2 separate regions of the Mus musculus genome follow, and region 1 is linked to region 2. The links are chromatin contacts, called in public promoter capture Hi-C maps. All regions are on one chromosome and are shown on one strand. The core of a region is the stretch at or near the end of the contact, and the rest is flanking DNA. Distances in the headings are between cores, read along the strand shown.

The links. Promoter capture Hi-C pulls out the DNA fragments that hold promoters and counts their contacts.
Region 1: a contact with region 2 is called in a promoter capture Hi-C map of embryonic stem cells, with 2.4 times the contacts expected there. The contact joins the promoter of Grm3 here to the promoter of Crot in region 2. A contact is called at or near these places in 4 of 39 promoter capture datasets (cranial neural crest, embryonic stem cells, hippocampal neurons and 1 more).

The regions. Positions count from the first base shown.
Region 1 is chr5:9,724,068-9,729,709 of GRCm38.p6, reverse strand. It overlaps Grm3 (glutamate receptor, metabotropic 3), which reads left to right and starts at 4,358. Exons shown (of 6, transcript NM_181850.2): 1 at 4,358-4,580.
Region 2 is chr5:8,995,202-9,001,220 of GRCm38.p6, reverse strand. It overlaps Crot (carnitine O-octanoyltransferase), which reads left to right and starts at 4,075. Exons shown (of 18, transcript NM_023733.3): 1 at 4,075-4,117; 2 at 4,674-4,769.

The DNA.
Region 1 (5,642 bases), core at 3,109-5,608, 730 kb before region 2:
GGTCTTCTGGGAGGAATAGGAAAAAGAATCTCCAACATATAGTGCTCAGGAAATCTATCACATAATACCACCTTCTCTTACTTCAGCTCAGTGAGAGATGAAGCTCAATGCATCATTTTACATTCCTCTGTAGTGAAATAAAAAGCAGTCTGATGTACCCCTAATTCTAGAGAAACACAACAAATGATTTCCTGTATAATAGAACCTACTATTGAACTTTGGGCCTACATATTTAGAATGGTCCTAAAAACTCTCAACTACTATTTCCTACCTCTCCCCCTTTCCAGGTTTTTATTCTTTTCCAGAGGATTAAGGATGTTCCCTTCAGCACAAGGCACCTGATAACTCTCACTCAGGAATATGGAAACTTGACACCCCTTTGCTTTGTAGTTGTGCTCAAAATTAGAATATTTTCATTTTTAAATTGTGTGATGATAATTAAACTTAAAATTCATAGGTGATCCAAGTAATAGGGACACTTTGAAGAGAGTGAAAAATAAATAAGTGTTGTCTATGAGTAAATACAGGACATTTTTGTGTGGGTGGATAGAGATAGATAGATAGATAGATAGATAGATAGATAGATAGATAGATAGATAGATAGATAGATAGAGATGATAGATGATGATGATAGACAACAGGTAGGTGATGATAAGTAAATGATAGATAATAGATAAATAAATGATAGGTGATAGATAGATAGTTGATAGATAATAATGATGATAGAAAGATAGATGATAGATAAATAGATAAGTGATAGATGATAGAAACAGTTGATAGATGATAGATAATAATGATGATAGATGGTAGATAGTCATTGATAGACAGATATAGATAGATAATGATGATAAATGGTAGATTATAGATAGATGATAGATAATAATGATGATAGGTAGATAGATAAATCGCCAGATTGTGATTGACAGGTAGATAGATGATGGATAAGTGATAGATAGATGATAGATAATAATAATAGATAGATGATAGATTGTGAGTGATAGATAAATGATGACATATAAATACATGATAGATCGATCGATCGATTGATAAATAGATAGAGATAGAGATGTAGATTAGATATTCACAGAACTGTTCTGTCAGTATTATCTTATGTAAAAAGTGTTCTACAAATAAAGGTGAGAGTCACAGACCAGATGAAACAAATGAATGAATGCTGAGGCAAGTGGTCAGGAGGATCAGACAGCCATTTGACAAACCAAACCTGATCATTTTGAGAACCAATATGACAATGAGAAATACAACTGACTGACAGACACAAACTAGAATTGTGCAGTATGAACTGGATACCTTATCACCACACATGATCAAAACTATACATCCCTGACTGGCCAGAGAAATCACAATAAAATTGTTGAGTTCGTTGGGATTTGGCATGGAGAAATGCTAGTAACAGAAAAGGACAAGAGGAAAGTCTGTAATTAAAAATCATAGGTCACCCACTTTCGGTATTGCTGGTAAAGATGGCATACTTAATGTACCATGTTTAAATAAAAAATATACAAGAAGGCAGCTCATTAACTGTCAAGAGTCATAGGAATAAATTCTTAAACATAACTAATCACCCAAAGAAATGCTCATAAATTAGTAAAGTTTAAACAACTTAGTAAAGAATATAACCTAGAGAGAATAGCTTACATGCTAAATATGAAAATGCTTCAGCAGAAGTACTTAAGGGTGGATAATAATTGATTTAAAATGAAGCCCAGTAGAATACTTGAGGAGAATGGGGGAAAATAAAAATGTACTTCTTAATCGCCATGTCTTCTAGTCAGGAGTTATTGTTCAGCTTTATCCCTGGGGGGTTTTAACTCTCAAAATGCACACACTCACTTATAAACAGAAAGGCAGAGCTATATTGTAGCCAGCCATCTTTTTAAATTGTTAAGCATTAAATTTCAAGACTATTTCGTTTTCAATCAAGTGTTCTATATGCTAACCAATCCTAATGTCATTGGTTAACTGCAAACCAGAGACTAATAGTAATAATTAGTATTTATAGACTATTAGAAAGAGCAAATTTTGACATAATTCTGAGAAAGGAGACATTTCTCCTGATTTATAGATTGTAGAACCCAGATGAAGTATTTTTTAAGTACAGTGTTAGAAGCAAATCAGTTAAGAAAGATGAAAAACTAAGAATTGAAATTCAAATAATGTGATCAACAAATGTCAGTCTCATCTTCACTTCTCTTTTCCTTTTTTCCCCTGGGTTTAGAATGATGGGGACCTGTCCCATAGAACCAAAATTGATACCAGATTGCTAGTTTGCCTCACTATGTCAACCTCTGTTCATTGTAAGCCCCAGTGTGATATGCAGCCTACAAAGAGGCTGCAGAGATGCAAGTCAGCCCAGACATCAGCACTTCCTTTTTGCAAGCACAACAGACTTTTCTTTTTTTAATGAGATGAAAGCATGGGATCTCTTCTACTCTTAATTTCAACTGATTATGATAATGTCTTACAAATGCATGGTGATAACTTCTGGAACATTCCTAAAGGGCCAGTATGGTTTCCTAACAATATGCACATATTTATCGTCTCCATTGTTCATGTCCTATATCCTTGATGGTCATGAGTCTATTGAGCAGAAATGGTTAAAAGTTGTCTCAGGAGTTTCTAGTAGGTTTGTGGGTGAATAGCGCATGTTAACTAATTATAATGAAACAAAAAGGGGAAATTACTTTTCCTTTCTTTCTGGCAATTCTATTAAAATGTTAAAATATGGGCATTGCAAACATTTCACTGTACACCAGCATTTTGTTTTTTAATATATCCCAAATTTTAGTGGCATGCACAATGAGCTATCTAAGCACGTGTGTCCTTTAAATATCAACATTCTTCTAAAAGCACCAGCGGTAAAGCATTTCTGTAGTTTACGTGTTCTGGCTGAGCTATGAGAGAAAATAGTTGCTAAACAACTTAGCATGAAATATTAAAGGATTTAGCATTTAAAGCCTTCTGTTTCATTGAGTCTAGCTTCGTATAACTCAGTCCTGGGTTAATATAAAGTTACTACACCAGGATGGAAAAATTAATGAAATTTCAGTTTTGAAACTGAGCACAACGCATTTCTAGTCACAGAATGATAAGCTGGGGTTTTTCCTTTAGGAAGCTATCTCTAGCTCCCGGTCTATTGAAGCTATTTCCGTGTGCTGTTTTTCTTTTTTTTTCTTTTTTTTTTTTCTTTGTGCCTACGTCACCGATTTGAGGCATTTATTTATTTAATTTTAAAAAGAAAGAAAAGGTTCTGTGAAGACCCTCTTAACAAAAAAGTAGGACTAGAGAAAGATTAATGTGAAACTGGAAAAGGTTAGCTCCAAGGGGTCAGTGTGGTTGCACCGGAGGATAAGAAAGAAGAGACTATCTAAGCACTTCCCTAGAATCTTTTTCCACCTAAGAAATTTGGGAGAATGCGAAAAAGCAGCAGCCCAGCATTCTTGAAGGGGCGTGGCTTCTCTCAAGGGGCTATCCAATCGAATTCCTTCAGAGGGAGCTATCCCGAGAAGATTGATGAGCGTTGCTAGGAAACAGGAGCGTCTCCCTCCCTGCTGACCCAGAGATTGTGCTGCACAAGCCTCCCCAGGGGTTCGCAATGTGCAGTTGAACCGCGTGTGGGGCAAAGCTGCGTATCGGCCTCCTGGGTTCACTCGCTCACACTGCTCCCTCTTTCGCCGTCTCCTCCAAGAGTAGTCAGCCTTTTACATAGGGACCACAGGAGAGTTCTTACTAGGAATGACTGTAGGTCCCTGCCCACCCGCGTGCCGTGAGCCTTAGCAGAGCTTCAAAGTTGGAGCCACCTCCCACTCTACCTCCCCACGCCCCTTCACGCCACTGCTCCGAAATTCACCAACCTTTGTATGCATTGCCTAAGGACTGCAAACCTTGGGGCAGAGAAGCTCTCAACCCCGCCAGGCTTTCTGTATTGTAACCTTTGGGTCTAGGTACAGTAGCTCACTGAAGACTCTGCAGCTACACCCCTATAAACGGAGGGAAGAAGGGGGAAGGGAAAGGAGGAGAAAGGAAAGGAGAAGAATGAGGAGGAGAGGATGTCAGAAGGTCCGTGCCTCTCTGCCTGAGTCCCAGTTAGATGCGACTGTTTCTGCCTGGCCAAGGTGAAGGAAAGTTGCTTGTGAGCCCAGGAAGTGGGTTTGGCTGCAAAGAGGAGGAGGGCGCCTGGGCTCTAAAGCTCCCCTCCCTTCTGCTGAAGACCACTGGGTCCCCTTCTTCCCAACCTCCTCCTGCTCTTCTCCTCTAGCCCTCCCTTTTCCCACTCCTCCTTGACTCGGAGGCCTGGATGCTGGGCCACCGGGCAGTGGTCCAGCGCGCAGCCGGGCGGGGGCGGGGGCAGGGGGCACTGTGACAGGAAGCTTCGCGCACAAGTTGGCCATTTCAGGGGCAAAATAAGTTCTCCCTTGGATTTAGAAAGGACAAAGGCAGCAAGCTCCCTCTTTTGTGTCGGATGAAGAGGACCAACCATGAGCCAGAGCTTGGGTGCAGGCTCACCGCTGCCGCTACCACCGCGGTCAGCTTCAGTTCCTGCCAGGAGTTGACCGTGCGAGGTAAGCAGCCCAGAAGGGGACCTGCCCCTCTGGAGGGTGCCCAGCCAGGGCGCAGGAGCTCGGGTGCCGCGTGGGGCAGGCAAAGCGAGGAAAGTTGAGGCAGAGCACGGACCAGTCCCTACATATCTATCTGCCAGGGGGTGGAAAACGTGGGTCATAGGAGCAATGTGGGTGTGAGTGAGAGAGTGAGTTTGTGTGTGCGCGCGCTACTGTCCCTTCAAGAAGGGGCCAATTTCAGAGCATAGATCTGCAGCCAGAGAAGGAGAGGTAGAGGGACTAATTAGAGAGACAGGTCTCATTCTCCAACCGCCTCCATCCAGCTTTGCGCTTGGGGGTTTTATAAGGCTTTGTGCACAGGAACCCTGTGATGTGTGGCTCACACACTGGTAGCTGCATGTGGGTGTGGAGGTTGTCAGGCAGGAGGATAGCGGTCAGCAGGACCCCCTGGTGCTGCCAGGATAAGCTCCGCAGCCAGGGGCAGACAGAGGTTCACCCACCAGCAAACGTGCTTGGAAATTAGCCCTAACTCGCTGCCCTTTGCTCTTTTTGACTTGAGCCAAAAAAGAAATTCAAGAACCAGACTCAAAGCATATCTACCCATTGATCCTGTTCCATTTTCTTATCTGGCAGTGAGATAACTCGGAGAGGGCGGGAGATCCGTGGTCCAAAAATAGACTAGGTTATATAGCCAATAAGCTGATTCTTTCGGAATTTCACTTGGATTTCCTTCTAGTTCCTCTATGAGGTAAGAAACATTTAAGGGTCTCTTAAAGGTATAATACATTCAGAGAGCTGGTTTAAGGGAGTGAACAGATGCTTTCAAAATATCTTAGAGTGCTGCAAATTCTGAAGACAAAACTCCACCTCTCTCAAAATGTATGGTCACCAATTCAACTAATTTACTTATAAAATAGTTCTACTCCTGTTTGAACAGTAATAGGTATGTTATAGATACATTGAATATATACATGCCCAATGTAATCACACAGTAGTACAAAGCAAGTTATGATTTTTATGAGTTTTAGTGTTAAGCACCTCAGCAGTTGGTTGCTTAAATTTCTT
Region 2 (6,019 bases), core at 2,826-5,325:
CTGCAAGGGAACAAAACTGAAGAGACCTCGCCCCTCATTGCTCTGATCAAAGCACAGTTAGCTTTTGTAGAGGTTGGTCTCCCTTATTTCCATGTTGTTGTCTCCATCATTTCTACTCTAATGGAAGTCGTCAGTGCTTTACTACAGGACCAGACAGCAAACTAACACAGACAACATAACTACAAATATAATTAAGTATTTATTTATACACTTTAAAGGAACGGGTTTTTTCTTGGTATATAAGTTACATCTCAATACAGCTGTAAACATTTAAATGCTCTGTTTGGGAGTAAGGAACTTGTCTGAGGTATGAAGAGCTCATAGTTAAGCTATACTTCTCCTAGGATTCGGAAGCAGACTTTTATATGCAATGGCAATCAAAAGCTATCTAGTGCTAAAGTGAGCCCATCTGTGTGAGACAGTATGCATATGCCCTTGTATGGAAGATCATCTTTTTAGAGGGCCCAGTGAGACAGCACAGTTAATTTTTAACATCATCTATTTGTATCTAGCTTACTCTAGTTTGCTGTTGGCTGTTCCCCAAAATCACTATGCCCATACTATCCCCTCATTAAAAATAAAATATATTTCTTCAATTTGGATAAATTTAGGTTAGAGACCTTATCCCATAGATTAAGGCTATATACTACATTCCATTACTCAATAAATTCACAAGCCTTATTAGTAAGCTAGCTTTAAAGATAGATACAAGAAATTAGGATATTCTTATAATTTTTGTGGTCAACACTATCCAGTCTTGTCTGTTGCCACACACACTCTCCAGTGGAGTCCGCTTGATAGGCTGAGAAGCCTAAAAGCCACTCACGAGGCAAAGAGTTTCACAGAAACTCACCTCCTGGAGTTTTTGCATTATCATTTACTCATATACTCATATTCTATTCCCGCGTTAGTCTGGTGTATGGAAAAATTCTGTTATAGTTAAGTCTCCCCAGTGTTCCAAGGTCCCAGAAGCCGCTGAGCTTAGAATCCTGTAAGAATGCAGTAAGGACGTTAACCTATTCAGTAACTAATTAAGCATTGCAAAAGACGGAGCCAGTAGCTCAGAGCTGGTCTACCAAGGACAGTAGCAATTCTCACCCAAAAATGGGAATAATAGAGCCAGGGAATCCCACGGAGATAGAAATCTTCAGTACAGGCTACATTATATATTAGAAGCAAGTTGGTGAATTCTCCTGACAAGTGGAGATTCTCCAGATACTTAGAAGTTACACTCATATAGGAATTTATCAAGGCCTAGGAGATAGGGGGGTTGTGATATTGCATTATTCATGAGGCCTGCCAAGAGCAGAACCCCCTGGTGCTAGCCTTCACAAGGCTCAAAGCTATAGCACTAGAGTGTGAAATCCTTGCCTGTCACTAAGCTGACCCTAGGCAGGACTGCTTTATCTTTACTGTAAACATTAACCTGGTTCCTGTAAATCCTTTTGAAATCATTCCTTTGTTTTGTACCTGGTAACTTCAGTGTACCTTGCCTGCTGTGACTTCCGGACCCCTTGTACTATATAAGATTGGTGTTCACTTTGTGACAATACATTCAGATTCTACACAATCTCATGTGTTGGTCTGTCTGTCACCCTCTAACGCTTTGTCCATCTGCCCCAGAGACCCGTTCCATGCAGACAAAGGGACTTAGAGGGTCTGCGGCAGTCTGTAAAAGTCTTCCTTTTAATTTGGTAGTGTATGGAGAAAGAGCTACACTGAATGGACTCTAGCCAGCCCGAGCATGTCACACATGGCTCTGGTAGGCATTGCCTTTCTCCCTGATTCCCACTGTCTTGCTGGAAACTATTAGATTTTATTCCTATAACTAGCCAACAAGGTCTATTCCCTTATTTGGTCATTTCCCTCTCCTGAGGCGGACTACCAAAGTCTAGTTATCAAAGTATTGCGGTTCAGCTATCAACCCTCCGCTCCTTTGACTGACCTAATCTGTCTAATGAAAGTCAACACCTCATCCTAGCTCAGGGCTTGCCCTTGACTTGACACTGTCATTTGCCTATGTGCCACATCTGCCTCCTCTCTAGCCAGAGGTAGCCCCTTGCCCTGGGGTCCTGGGTCCATATGGATCCCTTCATACACATAAATGAATGATTTTTTAAAGATTTATTTATTTTATGTATATGAGTACACTGTACAGATGGTTGTGAGCCTTCATGTGGCTGTTGCGAATTGAATTTTTAGACCTCTGCTCACTCCGGTTGGATACTCCAGAAGAGGGAGTCAGATCTCATTATGGGTGGTTGTGAGCCAGCATGTAGTTGTTGGGATTTGAACTCAGGTCCTCTGGAAGAGCAGTTGGTGCTCTTACCTGCTGAGCCATCTCTCCAGCCCGAATGATTTTTTATATAACTTTAATAGTCAATTTTAAGACTTGGGACAAGTTGTTGCTATAAGACATACTCCAAAAGCTTGCAATATCTTCCTCAGCCATCAAGATCTGTCTATCCTGAGCTAAGAAATACAAGCTTGTTCAAATTTAATCTGAGTGCTACCGATTTTAAATTTGACATTAAAATATCTATTATACATTTGGTAGAAAACATTTTCAGGACTCTGCTTAATTACAGTTTTACAGAGATGGTCATTTTTCTCACATTCTCCAGGTTCTACTGATTTTTTTCAGTCCCGAGGTTGTTTTCTTTTTATGAGAAGCCAAGATCTTCATGGAGACACCGTTTCTGCTTAACAAAACCAGGAAGAAGAGAAACTTGCAGCAGGGCTTGAATGTAGCTCAGTGTTAAAGACCCTGCATAAAGGCCTGGTTTGGTGAGATTACCAAACTCACAAAAACAGTGAAGGTGAGTGACCCTAAATTCTTTGCCACCAGCAAACATTCAATATGCGTAAACTTCTAAAGAGGTGCCAAAATTTTTTTTACTAAAAAAAAAAAAAAAAAAAAAAAAAAAAGACAATGAAGGTTTCTGAGAAATCCAGTCAGTCTAAGAATTCTATTTTCGAAGCATAATATAATATCCGGAACGGAACACTTACATACTATGAGGGGGAAAAGTTCTTTAACACAGTCACTTTGACAAGCTTAGAGAGATTATCCAGCTTGATTATGTAATACCTCCAGCAACGCTGTGCAGTCATGAAACATATTAGTAATTCTGCGGGAAACTCAAAAGGATTTCGGAAAGACAGCAGCTTTTAATATACTAATTTGAAATGAAGTCATTAAACTGTTGAATAACTTAACTATGCAGGAGCAGGTAAAATATTTTTCCTTCCACGAAAACAAAACAGAAGTACAAATAAAAAGTGTATATAAGTTTAAAATTGTATCAATTTATTTCAGGAGGTAAATGAAAAAAAGGGCATTGACCTGTGAAACTAAAAATACCTCATAGTCTTCCTCTAGGACGTGCTAGCTTTTTAAAAACGCAACTTCTTGGATGATAAAAATATTCAGGCAAGGCCAAAGCTTGAAGCTTGACCATCGCTAGAGACTGCAAGGGCTTGCCCTAGATGGCTGGGAGTTGGCCAAATCTTAAGTCTCAAAGAGGCGACGAGGCCAAACCGGATCCATTCGCCTGCTATTCTCTTGCCAGCACACAGGGTAGACAAAATAAAATGTCTCAGTATAAATTCTTAAATTTATATCTAAAGTAGTATAAATGCTTGCCTGGGCCATGCAAAGGAGGCTGGCACAAAGAAGGGGGAGCGACTGGGAAGAAAGAACACAGCGCCAAGCCCCTAAGAGTTCGGCGAAAAGCAGGCTGAGCCGTGGGCCTCCTTACGCAGCCACAGGGCTGTGCCCGAGAGTGGGTAGATCTCTGGACGGAGGCCAATCTCCCGCAGCATCCGGAAGGAAGCTGCTGTAGCGGGGACTGCAGGGCGCTTATCTGACTTTCTGCTGCGTTCCCGGGGTCTGCAGCCTAGGACGCCACCAGAGCCCGAGAACCCGGCGGGGGCGGGACCAGCAAGCCTCGACAGCCCACCCCTTCCAGCGCGGGGTGGGACCCTCGCGGCTTCCCGTCCAATCCCGTTCCCCGACGCGCACAGGGCGGGACCCTCGCGGTTTTCCGTTCTGGTCCGGCCTCAGGACAGCCCAGAGCCTGCAGGCCGACGCAGAGGGACAAGAGGGGCGCGGGAGGTGAGGATTCTGGGGCCGGCTGCTCGCTCTCCTTCCCCTCCCACATGGCGAGGGGGTCGAAGGGTATTGCAGTAGCAGGAAGCCGAGCTGAGTGCAGTCGGGCTGTGCGCCCAGGCGCCCCGTCTGGCGCGGGCGTGGTGCCCCCCCCCCCCCCCGAGCATCTTGCCCTTCTGGTTTGGGGTGTCCTCTCTCAGTTGCACCGGCCTCGCTAGAGTGCTAGAGTGCTAGAGTGCTTGATCGATTGGTTGGTTTTGCGTGTGCATGTTTCTTGGTTTTTCTCCCCTTGTCCTTATCCTCGGTGAGAAGCTGCCCTTGTTTTGGTGGGAGGAGTTTCTGAACTTTATTGCTTTCTGCTTCTGCTGCAACCTCCCCGCGGGCACCGGAAGGTTCCCTGTGCCCCTTGGGTCCATCTGATAGGCTGCTTGGAACATAGCTAGCTCTGTAGTGATATAAATCTCATGTCTAGCAGATGTCCGTTCTCTGTATTTCCAGCTTCTGTCACTATCCTCTTCTCCTTTCCTGATCTTTACTTGAGTGTATTTCTTCCTTTCCACAGTCACCAGGCTTGGCCAGTTCGGGTTCCCTGTGGTTTCCTTTCCGAATTGTTCAAGCAGGCTCCTGGAGGTCCTGAGCACTTCTTCGTGGTTTACTGGTATGTGACCCTATTTGTTTACTTCCTGGTTCTATTTTCCCACCTCTCTCGCGTTCACATCACCTTGCTTTCAGAAAGTCCACTGTCATCGTTTTCTTAATTTTATTGGAATCGTTTAACTAGTTTTATATGGTTGAAAACTTAAGACAACTCTTAAAGAATCTGTAGTCGGCTTAACCTTGCAGGGGCTAAGCACTGCAGCAGGCATAAAATTAGTACTCTGGTCTTCTTTGTGGGATCTGTTAAATGACAAGGAAGTGTAATGAGATCAGCTTGCCCGGCATGCTTGCATTAGTTTCCTATTGCTGTTACAGCAGACAGTGACATGTTTAGCGGTTAAAGGAACACAGACTTTGAGTTTCTGAAGATCTGAAGTCCGAGCAAGCTTAGCTGCTTACCCTGCATGGACGCACAAAAGGAGAGACCAGGGTTTCTGTTATGAGTTACTTTCTGAAGTTTTAGGGGGAGACTCCCTTTTCAGGTTCATTCGAGTTGGCAGAGTCTAACCCCTGTTCACTTGCATTAGGATTAATCCCATTTCCTGCAAGTCCTGTTTGTCTCTGAGTTCGTTAAGGACATGGATGTAGACACAGATCATTAAAGACATAGATGTAGACACAGAGGTGTGGCAGTATCTCTGCTCAAGCACTCAAATGATTAGGTTAGGTCCTCTCTATTTTAAGCCTTTTTTTTTTTTTTTTTTTTTTTGTAGGTGAAACCCAGTTGCAACCATAGGAGTAATGATGTTCTATCATAATGACAAGTTCTGGGGACTAAAAAGAGTAGGTAGGAGTTAGGTCATCATAACAATTCTGCCCATTATAGTCCATAATATAGTTGTTTCAGGATGAGTTGTTTTTATGGCATTAAAAAGTCTGATGACTAATTATATGGTTATACATGCCAAGATAAAGAGATTCAATTAAAGTTACTTGCCTAGAGCTGGGTGGGTGTTGGTGGCATATATTCCCAGCACTAGGGAGTCAGAGGCAGGCTGACCCATGTGAATTCAGGCAAGCCTGTCTGACAAAAGTTAGTTCCAAGCCTGCCTGGGGTATATAGTAATATTCTAACCCCCCCCCCCAAAAAAAAGACAAATTTTGAGGCTCAGTGAGATGGCTCATTGGATATTGACACCTGCAGGCAAACCTGATGACCCAAGTGTGATCCCCAGGACCCACATGGTAGAAAAGAGAATGAACTCCTGGGAGCTGTCCTTTGACTTCCCCGTGTGTGCTATGGCAGCCCAC